2 separate regions of the Salvelinus alpinus genome follow, and region 1 is linked to region 2. A link is a contact called in public Hi-C data. All regions are on one chromosome and are shown on one strand. The core of a region is the stretch at or near the end of the contact, and the rest is flanking DNA. Distances in the headings are between cores, read along the strand shown.

What was found. Hi-C and Micro-C count contacts between places; a contact is called where the count stands out from the background.
Region 1: a contact with region 2 is called in a Hi-C map of muscle, with 8 times the contacts expected there. The contact joins the promoter of LOC139549529 here to the promoter of LOC139549528 in region 2. A contact is called at or near these places in 2 of 3 Hi-C or Micro-C datasets (muscle and red muscle).

What each region holds. Positions count from the first base shown.
Region 1 is chr22:40,683,853-40,688,548 of SLU_Salpinus.1, reverse strand. It overlaps LOC139549529 (T-lymphocyte activation antigen CD86), which reads left to right and starts at 1,629. Exons shown (of 8, transcript XM_071360115.1): 1 at 1,629-1,728; 2 at 3,781-3,812; 3 at 4,276-4,325. The coding sequence starts at 1,720.
Region 2 is chr22:40,537,183-40,541,706 of SLU_Salpinus.1, reverse strand. LOC139549528 (frizzled-4-like) reads left to right here and starts at 2,346. Exons shown (of 4, transcript XM_071360114.1): 1 at 2,346-3,009. The coding sequence starts at 2,743.

The DNA.
Region 1 (4,696 bases), core at 380-2,879, 150 kb before region 2:
ACAGGAGGTACCGGTACAGAGTAAATGTGAGGAGAATATATACAGGAGGTACCGGTACAGCACAATTGGCCCAGCGTCATCCGTGTTTGGCCGGGGTAGGCCGTCATTGTAAATAAGAATTTGTTCTTAACTGACTTGCCTAGTTAAATAAAGGTTAAATAATTAAACATTAAGAAGGAAATAAATTGCACAAATTAACTTTTAAGAAAGCACACCTGTTAGTTGAAATGCATTCCAGGTGACTACCTCATGAAGCTGGTTGAGAGAATGCCAAGAGTGTGCAAAGCTGTCATCAAGGCAAAGGATGGCTACTATAAAATATATTTTGATTTGCTAAACACTTTTTTGGTTACTACATGATTCCATATGTGTTATTTCACAGTTTTGATGTCTTCACTATTATTCTACAATGTAGAAAATAATTAAAAAAAATAAAGAAGCAGCAAAAAAAATAACAGTAGCGAGACTATATACAGGAGGTACCGGTACGGAGTAGTATATAGAAGGCGATATACAGGAGGTACCGGTACAGAGTAGTATATAGAAGGCTATATACAGGAGGTACTGGTACAGAGTAAATGTGCGGAGGCTATATACAGGAGGTACCGGTACAGAGTAAATGTGAGGAGGCTATATACAGGAGGTACCGGTATAGAGCAAATGTGAGGAGGCTATATACAGGACGTACCGGTACAGAGTAGTATATAGAAGGCTATATACAGGAGGTACCGGTACAGAGTAAATGTGAGGAGGCTATATACAGGGGGTACCAGTACAGAGTAAATGTGAGGAGGCTATATACAAGGGGTACCGGTAGAGAGTAAATGTGAGGAGGCTATATACAGGAGGTACCGGTACAGAGTAGTATATAGAAGGCTATATACAGGGAGTACCGGTACAGAGTAAATGTGAGGAGGCTATATACAGGGGGTACCGGTACAGACTAAACGTGAGGAGGCTATTTACAGGAGGTACCGGTACAGAGTAAATGTGAGGAGAATATATACAGGAGGTACCGGTACAGCACAATTGGCCCAGCGTCATCCGTGTTTGGCCGGGGTAGGCCGTCATTGTAAATAAGAATTTGTTCTTAACTGACTTGCCTAGTTAAATAAAGGTTAAATAATTAAACATTAAGAAGGAAATAAATTGCACAAATTAACTTTTAAGAAAGCACACCTGTTAGTTGAAATGCATTCCAGGTGACTACCTCATGAAGCTGGTTGAGAGAATGCCAAGAGTGTGCAAAGCTGTCATCAAGGCAAAGGATGGCTACTATAAAATATATTTTGATTTGCTAAACACTTTTTTGGTTACTACATGATTCCATATGTGTTATTTCACAGTTTTGATGTCTTCACTATTATTCTACAATGTAGAAAATAGTAAAAATAAAGAAAAACCCTTGAATGAGTAGGTGTTCTAAAACTTTTGAACAGTAGTGTATATAGGGAAGTGAGAGTCTTAACTTAACCCCACCCCTTCACCAGTCACACAATACGAACACACCCTGCTGTGAAAAGGGACCAAATTCTGATAAGCTGCTGTATGCTACAATGGCAACATTAGTCAACTAGAAAAGCAAAAAGGACTTTCCCTGGCTAAAGCCACACCCCCAGAATGTTCAAGGAAGAGGGGCTGATTGTCTGTGCTGAGAACACATCACACGCCAACCTCTCCGACTTCACACTCCATTACGGCTGTTAAGAAAGGCAAAGCATGACTGTGGTAAGAATGTCTCTATTTCCCCCTCATAGGCTTTATAACTGTTACAAATATTTACAGCTCTTCCAGACTGGCTTGTAGTGGTGGTGCTATTGTTGTTGTAGATTTACTTAGATAATACAGTGCAGGTTAAGGTGAAGCAGTTTAATTAAATAATGGAATATTATGGTATTCAGTTTTACCTACTATATCATATATCTTGAATGAATGGAGGTTGTTGGTGTTTCAGGTTATTAACTAAAACAATAGGTGTAGAGATGTAACTCCTACTCTTAGGGTTGACTGTAGTATCTGGAGACATGGAGCCAACAGATTATGGAGCCATAGAAACTGATTGGCTGCATTTACACAGGCAGCTCAATTCTGATATATTATGAATGGTCAAAAGCCGAATTATTGGCAAAAGATCTGATCTGATTGGTCAAAAGATAAACTATTGGCAAAATTGGGCTGCCTGTGTAAAACATCCGTAGTGTCATATTGTATATTTTAAATAAACGTTTATCGTCATCTCTGTCGAAGTGGTTTAATATGTAAATCGTGCTGCATGGACAGTGCACTATATATGTTTGAAATTGCTTATTTGCAAACATTGTCAATCACTTGGATAAAGTGAAACATTTTCACACAGTGGATTTCACCTACGTATGGTCAGATTACTCTGAAGTTTTCATATTTTATGTTTTGATAAAACTACAACATTTCATAACGGATTTCAGTTTTTATTGACCGCTATCTGAGTAACACATTAAACATGAACATAAACTTCTCACTCCGCATATTTCTAGTACCAACCTCACTCTCGCTGCAACATAACCGTGTGTGTCAGGATGACGATCAGTGTGAAACTACTGTTTGCTACATGCTCAGTTGACGATGAAGGCATACACAAATGAATAGGAATGCACACAAATGAATAGGAATGCACACAAATGAATAGGAATGCACACAAATGAATAGGAATGCACACAAATGCAGACACGTGCATGCTTATGTTTTCTTTATGTATGATTGTTTTCATGTGTGTGCATTATAGCAATATATTTAATATACTGCAACAATATACAGTTCCTCTGTACTGTTGATACTGTAACCTGTGTTCATAAAACTCATCCTACAAGCTGATACCATAACAATGAAGATGTATATTTCTGGGGATTCCCCCTGACTTATTAATTAGAAACGTATCTGACAACCAAGCCAGTTCCCTTCGTCTGCCCCCGCACAATCCTCTGGCCTGTCACATTCTACTGATGCAATCGTTTTAGATCTTTACACTCAAGTATTTAACGCATAATAAAGTCCTTGCAAGACAATGTGTAAAAGACACACGATTGAAGAACGGAATTGTTGTTTGATTCTCTTCAGATTAACGTTAAATCAACCAAACCTACAACTCTGAACTCCTATCCTTAACTACCAATCCCTGAGATGAATCAAAAACCATGACCACAAATATCTCACGAGGCACTAGTACAGCGCCGCAAGATTGTCTAGATATCAAACTCATCACCTGGACCCAGTTTTTAAAAAGTTATATATATGGATTTTGCCTATTGGTTAGGATTAAATGCATAGAAATAGAATGAATAGAATAGACAAATCGTTGACTTGAATGGGGACCCCCGTTCTATTCGTTATATTTCTATGCATTTAATCCTATCCTATAACTGAAATAGGAATAGATAACTTTTGAAAAACTGGGCCCTGCGTTTAGGCCTACCACACAGTAGCAAAGAATTTCCTGAAGTAACTCCCTTGTCTTGGGATTTCCCTTAGGGGTTTCTTGACTGACTATTAGGGAACAGAGTATCCATGGAGACAGAATTTCTCTCAATTCTTATTAATTTCTTTAACTTGGTTATTATAATAAATATAGAATGAAGATTTTTCTTAATTACTTTTTGTATCTCACCATATTAGCTGAGGATTAATAAGCAAACTCTCATGTCATTTCTGAGTGTATATTTACCATGATATGAATCTGATCATATGAAACCTGATCATTGGTTGTGAGTGCTGCTGTTTGAATGAATGTGTCTGTGTTTTCTGCAGGACTATGGGATCTGTGCGTGTCGGCTGCTTCGGTAAGTAGTACTCACCGTGTGACCATGATTATGGCGGGACTGTGGCTGAGGTGTATCTTTAAATCTTGGTTATTTGCAGTCGTTGGCAACTGTATTGGTTCATTTTGATACAATGATACGTTTTTTAATAAGAATAATATTTAATTTGTAGAGTGCATTTCACACTATCTAGAGTCAGATCTCTTCATAGCTTGTTTACATGGTTGTGTGGTGACAGTATCCGATAGAGAGAATGGCGCTGTGGGTCTCCAGTGGAATTTCAGTTTTCTCTGTGTTTCCTTGGTATACAGTACATTCCTGAAAGCTGGAGGAATGTGTGCCTGTAATTGAAGGATAATATTAATAACATTTATGAGTGTGTTTCTGGAAACAGGTTATTAGGAAATAAGAATGCTTCCCGTAACCATGCCAGTGACCTCACCTAACAGTACTCAGCTGATTGTAATGTTGTTATGGTTTACAGAAGGTGTGTCGTCATATACCTGGTATCGGTTCCGCTCATTCAAAGTAAAGGTAAGAATTGAATCAACTGTCAAAGAATATGACATCATGATACCTGCCACTTAATCTGATCAGAGCTTTACTGTTGGAGATACTTGGCTGAGTGTGTGTGTGTGTGTGTGTGTGTGTGTGTGTGTGTGTGTGTGTGTGTGTGTGCGTGCGTGCGTGCGTGCGTGCGTGCGTGCGTGCGCGTGTGTGTGCGTGTGTGCATACCTGCATGTGTGTGTCTGTGTACGATTTCCCTGTAAGAGTGGATTTGCAATAACATCTGAACCATAATGTTATCTATTCAGTAGAAGGGAATGTACCAGACACTTTCAGATGAGAGAAAAGGGCAAATGTGTCAGATAGATAAGGGAGGGGGGAAAAAAGGAACTGCCTAA
Region 2 (4,524 bases), core at 1,097-3,596:
GTCTCCACCATACCTCTACCAGCTATCACAGAGTACACACAGGCTGTACTGTAGGTCTCCACCATACCTCTACCAGCTATCACAGAGCACACACAGGCTGTACTGTAGGTCTCCACCATACCTCTACCAGCTATCACAGAGCACACACAGGCTGTACTGTAGGTCTCCACCATACCTCTACCAGCTATCACAGAGTACACACAGGCTGTACTGTAGGTCTCCACCATACCTCTACCAGCTATCACAGAGCACACACAGGCTGTACTGTAGGTCTCCACCATACCTCTACCAGCTATCACAGAGTACACACAGGCTGTGTGTGTATGTAGCATTCTGCCATGAGAAACTGTAAGCTGGTGGAGAGCGAGGGAGAGGAGTGTGGGAAAGAGAACATGATAGAGAGAGGGACGGGTGAGGGTAGAGGGATGGATGGGAGAGGGTAGAGGGATGGATGGGTGAGGGTAGAGGGATGGATGGGTGAGGGTAGAGGGATGGATGGGTGAGGGTAGAGGGATGGACGGGTGAGGGTAGAGGGATGGACGGGTGAGGGTAGAGGGATGGATGGGTGAGGGTAGAGGGATGGATGGGTGAGGGTAGAGGGGTGGACGGGTGAGGGTAGAGGGGTGGACGGGTGAGGGTAGAGGGATGGACGGGTGAGGGTAGAGGGATGGACGGGTGAGGGTAGAGGGATGGACGGGATGGACACACACACACACACACACACACACACACACACACACACACACACACACACACACACACACACACACACACACACACACACACACACACACACACACACACACACACACACACTTGCCATTCCAAGGAGTTCACTTCCCTATTAATACCCTACTTCAAGGACTAAGGGATTGGGCAATGATCCATGAGATGCTATCGGGTGACCGATACACACTAGTGTCACTCCTTCTGTCTGCAGGGTGTACTGGATAGAAAAATAACCCCTTATACAACATGTGTTTGTGTTCTGGTCAATACAACAGTCCCATAGTAATAGAGTCTGTGTAATGTTAGGTAAATATGGGTATTGTGTTTTAAACGTTTATGTTTTGTCAATTGGGAACAATAAATGCATCAGATGGCTTATTATTATTATTTGTATTATTATTATTGTTAATAGTCGTGGTTGACTCTACTGTTGGCTTTGAGAAATGCAGTTGTATGACTCCAATTGACAGTTTATAAAAAAAGATGTGTGTGTGTGTGTAGACATTATCTCCCTTCTGCACAATCACCTCAGCTTTTCCCACCAGCCACCATTCAGACACACACATTAACACACACACACACACACACACACACACAGCACCCTCCATCTCCACCACCCTGATAACCATCAGCTCCTGGGCGCTCACGCCATTGTTTCACCCTCACGCTAATTACTCATGAGTTGACCACGAGCGCACTGGCGGGCAGGGGAGCGATCCATCATGTATGGCAGCGCGTGGAGGTCGTTTTTATTGCAACCAGTCAATTGTCACGTTAAATAACCCTGGACGGAATCGCTTTACGGAAAACCAAATGGCCTTGGATTTGGGCGCACAGACAAAAGCAGCGCGCTGAATCATGTTGTTCTTGTATTCTATTTGCTTTCTCTCTTGGTTGGATATATGAATAAATGACCAGTAGAAGACATGCAGCTCTTCAATAAGCTACCGCTCCCCACCCCTGTGTTTAGGATGGTAGGGCATAACCCGTCGACATTTCAACCAGCATCCGGGGCGTCCCCGGGGCGTCATCACACAGAAGTAAACACACACAACGATAGAGAGACTAGGCATTCCAGAACAAACAGAAAAGACAACAACTTTTCTCTATGCCCGTCTTGAGCGGGATGGACAAACACAGCCTTTAGTCTGGATGTCCAATAGCCTAGAGGTATCCAATGCAGCAGTATTACTGTACATTACATCAGTATTACTGTACATTACATCCATTTTAATGTCATAAACACTTTAGCTGAAGATTCGTCTGATTGGGATGTGCGCCTGTGGTGGAGATGCAGCATGTTTTAAAGACCATTTGTGATTTAAAAATACAAATAAAACTATCGTGTTTCAGGGGCGAGACTGCCTTGTATTTCTAAAAATATGGCCAGTAAAAATATGACCCACAGCCGGAATAAATGCTGTGGAGTCCGCTCATGAGAAGAGGGCCACAGGCAACTTTCCTCACCTGAAACCCCGCCCTTCTGAGCGCTCTTCCGCCTGCTGATTGGCTTCTGAGATCTCTCCTGGCCGCTGGTTGGCTGTCCCTGGCGAGAGAGCTGGAGAATTCGCTCTTTACAGAGTGGGGCGGAGGCGCGCGGGCAGAACCCACAGAGACAGACAAGCAGCCTCTTACCACAGCGCAAGACCTAACGGAGCTACTATACCGGGGAACTAGAACGGACAGGGCTCCAGGATGTCTCCGAGGTCTCGTGCGTGAAAAACCACAGAAGGAACTATCGAAACAGATACTGCAAAGCGAGGCAGGAGTTTGAGTGCAAGGAAAATCAGGATATAACAGTTCATTTTATTATTGCTTTTGGATAAGTTGTTGCCAACTTCGCTTAACGGGTTGGAGTAGGTTACCAACTGTGCTTCCAGTGGAGGATTTCATATTGGCGACCGCGCACTCTGAAGTGGACTAAAGTTTCCCCAGTACCCGGTGGAATACCCTACCAGGCAACGCCCGGAACCCGATCAATTGATAACTTTGGAACTTTTCCTCCTCGTGACAATGAGTCGGGCTGTGGACGCTCTTGCGGCGGTAGCGCTCTCTCTCGCGCTGCTGTGCGTTCCAGGACACCTTGGTCTGGTGCGTGCGTTCGGCGAAGAGACAGAGGAGATGACGTGCGACCCGATACGCATCGCCATGTGCCAGGACCTGGGCTACAACGTCACCAAGATGCCCAACCTGGTGGGCAACGTCCTGCAGTCAGACGCGGAGCTCCAACTCACCACCTTCACACCACTCATACAGTATGGCTGCTCCAGCCAACTGAAGGTACACACACACACACACACACACACACACACACACACACACACACACACAACTATCCCTAAACCTAACAAACCTTATTTTACATTTCAGTCATTTAGCAAACACTCTCATCCAGAGCGACTTACAGTTAGGGTTAAGTGCCTTGCTCAAGGGCACATCAACAGATTGTTTCACCCTAGTCAGCTCGGGGATTCAAATCAGCAACACTTCAGTTACTGGCCTAATACTCTTAACCGCCAGGTTACCTGCCATCCTAACTCCTAACCCCTAACTCCTAACTCCTAACCCCTAATTGTAACCCCAAACCTAGCCCTAAGCCTAAAATAACCTTTGTCATGAGAACTGTCCCCACAAGGGAGAATTTTCCTTATTTTACTATCCTTGTGGGGGCTTTGAGGGATTTCTGGTACCCACAAGGATAGTAATACAAGACCCCCTCCCCAGACACACACACACTCTCTCAATTCAAGGGGATTTATTGGCATGGGAACCAAACATATGTTAACATTGCCAAAGCAAGTGAAGTAGATAATATACAAAAGTTAAATAAAGCATCTCTCTCTAGCTGCTCCAGCCGACTAAAGACATGTTGGTTCTCAGGCTGGGCTGTGCGTTGGAGCAGGCAGTGGAGAGAGGGAGACAGAGAGCACATGTTGGTTCTCAGGCTGGGCTGTGCGTTGGAGCAGGCAGTGGAGAGAGGGAGACAGAGAGCACATGTTGGTTCTCAGGCTGGGCTGTGCGTTGGAGCAGGCAGTGGAGAGAGGGAGACAGAGAGCACATGTTGGTTCTCAGGCTGGGCTGTGCGTTGGAGCAGGCAGTGGAGAGAGGGAGACAGAGAGCACATGACAGAGTCACAGGGAGACCATCCAGTCTTGGTTCAGCAGCACGGGGCAGTGATATAATATATATCCGAGGAGAGGAGAGGGCCAGGCAAGCTCTATAGAGTAACAACAATACTGCCCTCAGTACTACTCTTTGTAAGGCCACTTGTCTGCCTGAACCGCCATGAAGCTGGAAATTAAATCCATCCCATTTTGTCCTTCTCAAAAGGTTTTTATTGTCCTGACTGAAATGCCCAATGAGTAGTTATTTGTGTGGTTCGATGGCAATGGCATGAATGGATCCAGTTGATCATTTCCTGTGGTTTACCACTCCATAGTCTGTAGACACAACAACCCACTGCCTCCTCTTTCTCTAAGAGCGTCCCTGACCTTGACCATGGACATATATTAACATACATTCAGTCCATTACTCCAATTCTAATGTATTTAAGGGCTTTTGTGGTATTATTGTGGAGTTGTAGTAGTCTGGATGCTATAGGTTATTGGAGTGATGATGGGGTTGTGTAGGTTGTGGTTGTCTGGATGCTATAGGTTATTGGAGTGATGATGGGGTTGTGTAGGTTGTGTAGGTTGTGGTTGTCTGGATGCTATAGGTTATTGGAGTGATGATGGGGTTGTGTAGTTTGTGGTTGTCTGGATGCTATAGGTTATTGGAGTGATGATGGGGTTGTGT